Regions from separate parts of the Sus scrofa genome. Here region 1 is linked to region 2. The links are chromatin contacts, called in public Hi-C maps. All regions are on one chromosome and are shown on one strand. The core of a region is the stretch at or near the end of the contact, and the rest is flanking DNA. Distances in the headings are between cores, read along the strand shown. Region 1 overlaps PTPRM (receptor-type tyrosine-protein phosphatase mu). Region 2 overlaps PTPRM (receptor-type tyrosine-protein phosphatase mu).

Region 1 (2,700 bases), core at 85-2,584, 120 kb after region 2:
CAGAAAATAACCTGCATTGATTGTGGCGATTGATGGACTCAGCTGGTGCCTCAGAATATGAAAAGGGAGTGGAAAAGCACATCTGAAAAGTGTGTGGGCTGGAGGTGAGCCGAGGGGGCGCCTCCACTGTGGACCACGCACAAGCACAGCCCAGCTGGGTCACAATGGTTCCAGCAGGTACAGAACACAAAGCACCTCTTGTTCCACCTGCGCCCCCGTCTCTGTTCTCAAAACCAAGCAAGGGGGCCGCTGGGCCCAGTCCTTAGAACTTTTCTAGACATACCTGTACCTGCAATTCCCTCTCTGCCCACTAGCCCCCCACCGGGCAGAAGCCAGCACGGACACCCTCCTGCCCATGCTGCAGCCTGCTCACCTGAGGATGCTGGCCTGTCTTCCCAGCTGATGGCCTTTCTGACTAAGAGCCTTTCAACAGGAATGAGAACTGCAGCCTCCGTGGGGAGGAGGTGGTTTTCAGGGAGTGGTTTTCTCTTTCCAGTTTTCACTGATTTTGGAGGTCAAGTGAGACATTTTAATAACAATACCGTCTTGGCTTGCCACACATTGTCAAATACAGACAAAGGCATCAAATAGAACACTGGGCTTCTGTTTACCAAAATTGGCTGTTTTACTTAGAAAACAGAGGGAAAGATGAGAGGGGGAAATATACAATCCACATATTTTAAAAAGATCTCCAACGAGCTACATTTTTTTTGTTTTTCGTTTTTTTAAAATCCAGGTTCCTTGGAAAAACGCTTAAGTTATACTTAAGCCTGAAGATTCTAGCATAAAGTCTCCAATCCTCAAGTTTAAATTGAGCACAAAAACAATCTCCACACTCAATTATAAAATTAATCACGTGTGTTCATGTCCTAGAGAAACACACAGGAGAAAAGCAGGTGCGGTCAGGGTAGCGCTTTTCTAAATACCTTTAGGTATGTATGTACACACACATGTATTTTTTGAAGAGGAGCGGCCAGGAATTACTTAGCTTTATACAGTTCGGCTCTCATGACTGGAAGATAAATGTTTGTGCTCCCGAACGACATTGATTATTGGCTAATGAAATAGTACCACCTGTGTTTTCCAGGAGGCACTTGGTGGACGTGGTTTTAAATTGCTGTCCTTCCTTGATCTTAATTTTACAATGAGGGCAACATACTTCCTCTCAGAAGGACACAACCATTTTCCTGCAGAAGGTCAACGTTTCTCTGCTTGGATCCCAAAGACACTTGGGATCAGTCCAAAAACTGAGGACTAAAGAAGGCCCTCTGGGGACGCCAGAGGGGCAGGAATTGGCTCTCCAACTCTGCAGGGCCGCCTGTGAGGCTAGGACGCCCTCTGTCCCACTCAGCAGCTGGGAGCAGTTTGCAGCTGTAATGCTGCCAGGTCCAGGGCGGGGCCTCCTGGCTCGCAGCTGAGCTGGAGAATTTTCCTTTTCATTCCAGGTGATAAAGGCAGGGGTGGATGGCTCAACCCCGCCTCCCTGAGTACAACCCTCTCCTTTCTCAGTCCTGGTAAATCACTGATCTTGCTCAGGGGGTTGGCTCTCCATGTGGGAGAGAGACTGGCTCCCTTTTGGTAGCAACGTGAGCAAACCGGCCCTTCCACTGGGTTCGTTGTTCTCCCGAGAGTCTCCATCCGTTCTCTGCTGACAACTTGCCATTTTCTGTTCAGTTCCGCCTGTTTACTTTTTTATTGTGAGTCATGTCTGAGTTGCTTTTGAATCAAATTATTGCATTTCCCTGATGAGAGGTGCCATATGACCATCTTGTTAGAATAAAATCAAATAAGAGATCTGCACTCAGCACTGCTCTCTTATCCCACCCCGTCTCCCCTCTGGTTTGGATGCACTTCTGTTGGCTCCTTGAGTGGTAATGAACCTTTCCAGGGCTCAGGCCAGTTTTAAGACATCGCTGTCTTGGAAAAGATGAAGATGGATTGGTTGAAACAGTGCCAACAGAGAGAAGCTCACTCTTTCAAAACTACTTTACAGTCTAAATGGCTGATGTTTCCTGATGTCCATGGATTGAAAAAAAGCCAGAAAGGCCGATGGGGCAGTTATGCTGAGGTCTCTACGGCAACCTGAGGCTTTCTTGGCATTTCATCCCCAGGGAGGCGTCAGTGTCAAGGTGGTTCATTGCTTCGCCAAGTCTCAGAGCCAAGCATTGCTCTGTACTTTTTAAAAGAGGCTAGAGGGATGCAGTTTCTATTACACTTTTTCAGTAAATACATTTTTCCTCTTCCTTTTATTTATTTTTTTTGGGGGGGGCTGTTGTCTATTATTGTTAAAGCAGTTCCTGTGTGCCTTGTACAACAGCATTTAAAAATTAAGCTGTTTAGAGTTCCCGTTGTGGCTCAGTGGGTTAAGGACCCAACGTAGTATCTGTGAGGATATGGGTTTGATCCCTGGCCTCGATCTGTGGGTTAAGGATCTGGTGTTGCTGTAAGTTGCAGCAAAGGTTGCAGATGTGGCTCAGATCTGAGTTGCTGTGGCGGTGGTATAGATTGATTCGACCAGCTGAAGCTTTGATTCAACACGTGGTGTGGGAACTTCCATATACCGCAGGTGAGGCTGTAAAAAGGAAAAAAAAAAAATTCAGCGATTTGTATGAAGAGATCTCCCTCCAAGTACGGAATCAGACGCATGTTACCAACATCCTTCTGCTCTTCCAACGGCAGCCGGAATGATGCCCCAGCTTC
Region 2 (2,700 bases), core at 79-2,578:
AGGCAGGATTATCATTATTATTTCATTAACTGGCTTTCAGGCTGGAGCCGTAACAATATAATGCAGTGCCTCAAACATAATTAAAAACATTAGAGAATTGAACGTCTGTGGGATTTAGGGCAAACTGATGACAAGAAAATGGATTTTAGGAAGGAAAAATCTTGACCAGTTTGGGTGCTGCAATACTTCAGACTTTCTTTTCTTTCTTTTTTTTTTTTTTGGCTAAAGAATTTCTTTCAAAGAAAAAAATTGTGTCAATGAGACAGAAAATTAACTCAGTTCCAGAACAAGTTTACTCCTACAACATGTCAAGTTCAAACTTCCCAGAGGCCCTCTATCACGGCTGGTCAGGCCAGAACTGGAACAGCCCTGCCCTCAAGCAATGAATCCAGCTCCCAGGACCTGGGTGCCAACGCTGGCCTGACAAATCCCTTTAAGAAACGCTTCTAACCCCATTACTAAGATTGAGTCACCACTGCCCAATTTTCTCTTTCTATGTTTAAGAGGAGCTATGCAACAGCCCCATTTATAATTCTGAGCTTTTCTTTTTTTTTGTCTTTTTAGGGCTGCACCTGTAGCATATGGACATTCCCAGACTAGGGCTCAAATTGGAGCTGCAGCTGCCAGCCTACGCCACAGCCACAGCAACACCAGATCTGAGTCACAACTGCGACCTAGACCACAGCTCACAGCAATGCCGGATCCTTAACCCACTTATCGAGATCAGGGATTGAATGTGCATCCTCATGGATACTAGTCGGATCCTTAACCCGTGGAGCCACAATGGGAATTCCCTCTGAGCTTTTCATATCTTCAAATTACACTTTTATTTCCTTTTCATATCTTTACCAAAGAGTTGATTAAAGTAATTGCTGTCCCTTAGATACACCTGTTGGTCTCCCCTGTCATCCCACCATGGCCACTGCCGCCTGTGGACTCCAGGTGGGCTGGGCCAGGAGTGTGCAGAGGCTCTCGGAGGGACCCCAGGTTGTTGGAGGCTGGCGGCCTTTCCTCAGGGTCCCTGGTTGGCTTGCTCTACTCTCGGCTCTGAGAAGCTTGGGCCCCTGTTCACTCTGACTCTCTCCGCACCTCCTATTGCCCCTGAGTCAGGATTACCAACCTTCAGGAACAGCCTATCTTCTGACTCCGTCTTGCCCTGTCACTCCCACCATCTATCACTTCAGGCTGCCTTTTTGGTCTCAGACTATCTTCTGCCCCATCTCTTAACTCCATCTGGATTTTTCAGCATCTCTGGTTCAGTCCTTGCCTGGCGCTGGTGACCTTCTACCAGGGGATAGCACTTCTCAATGTGCCAACAAAGCAAACACAGACTTGACCCTGGGCACGGGCTCTGATGGCTGTGACTCCCGAGTCTCACCTGGGCGGGATCCACGTCATTTAGCATAACCACAGAAGTGCAGTGATAATCCAGGACCAGTCTCCAGAAGTCTTTCACTGTGTTTGGCAAAGGATGCTGGCTGACTATGAAAGCCGAGGGCTGTTTATAGCTCTGCAAACACAAACAAGAGAGATCCAAATATACTCGGGAAAATGTGACAGGAGGAAGCTAACTTATTTTGTACACATGGGAGCTTGTGACATAAAACAGTGAACATATTTAACAATTGTTGAATTCTATCACCATTGTCGATGCCAAAACAGACTAAATATAGACTCATCTACAGAATAACAGTGATAAAATTCTCCTACTTTGATACCAAGAAAACAATAAGTATCCCTTATAATTTTTTTTGTTGTTGTGTGTTTTTGGCAGAAAGGCAATATTGGCCCTATACATAACTATTTTAATGGAGAAAATTTAACTTTAAAAATATGCATAAATAGTTCTGTTTTTTCCTAAAATCTGTTTGCTTGTTGTTTACTTGTGAGATGCTGTTATTTCTTCCTGCCATAAAAGGACACCCATGCTTTTTACAGCTCTGCAGAGCTTCAAACAAGTTTAAATACCTTTTCACTGATATCACACTAATAGAATTCAAATTTCCATATTAGCACTGAAAAGACCCATTCACTTTCCCCATCAATTGACTAGCAAATGTTCATTCAGTCAGAAGCAAAGAGACTGACAGGGAGTAATGAGTTGTGTTCTCTCTGTGCCGATGGGCGATTTTCCCCCCATGTTAATTACTGCCTAAATTAGGAGAAATGGGAACTCAAATAATGCTGCAAACCATATTATCCCACTTCACTGCCTTCCTGACTTAATAGCTGTCTCTTGCTCTCCGGCCAGCAGGTTAAAAATTTCCGTGCTCGGAGAGCACCTGGGACCTGCCTCATTTATCACTCTTCCTGGACTCAGGGTCTCAGGGAGACCAAGACTATGAGCCCGACCCAAAAACAGATTCGGAATCAGAAATGCATGTTGTTGAACATACAGTTTATGTCTTTAAAACAACAACAACAACAACAACAACAAAAACAGGGCAGAGAAGTCCCAAGAGAGGAGGCAGGTGCAGGCCCCTGTAGGGATATCCTCCCATCCCCCCACCCCATCCCTCATCTCACATCCATGAGAGCGGCGTTGATGTAGTTGCTGCTCTCGCCATCGATGGTGATGAGGAAGGGCAGGCAGCGGTCGGGGGGCAGGATGTCCATGCAGCGGTTCTTCTCGTGGTTCCGGGGCAGGAGCGCAATGCTGCAGTCCTCCACACGCAGGGTTGGCGTCACCATGTTCAGGGT

Evidence for each region. Hi-C and Micro-C count contacts between places; a contact is called where the count stands out from the background.
Region 1: a Hi-C map of heart right ventricle shows a contact between it and region 2, with 3 times the contacts expected there. The contact joins two enhancer-like sites. A contact is called at or near these places in 4 of 47 Hi-C or Micro-C datasets (embryonic fibroblasts, epiblast stem cells, fetal heart ventricle and 1 more).

The regions. Positions count from the first base shown.
Region 1 is chr6:99,488,452-99,491,151 of Sscrofa11.1, forward strand. The region is part of intron 21 of PTPRM (receptor-type tyrosine-protein phosphatase mu); the gene reads right to left. Among named protein-coding and RNA genes, the nearest start is that of RAB12, 250 kb to the left of the region's middle. Within about 2 kb of position 1,335, at least 18 of the 83 cell types and tissues checked have an H3K27ac peak or open chromatin away from gene starts, as enhancers often do.
Region 2 is chr6:99,372,908-99,375,607 of Sscrofa11.1, forward strand. PTPRM (receptor-type tyrosine-protein phosphatase mu) reads right to left here. Exons shown (of 36, transcript XM_021097712.1): 31 at 2,527-2,700; 32 at 1,379-1,510. Among named protein-coding and RNA genes, the nearest start is that of RAB12, 130 kb to the left of the region's middle. Within about 2 kb of position 1,329, at least 3 of the 83 cell types and tissues checked have an H3K27ac peak or open chromatin away from gene starts, as enhancers often do.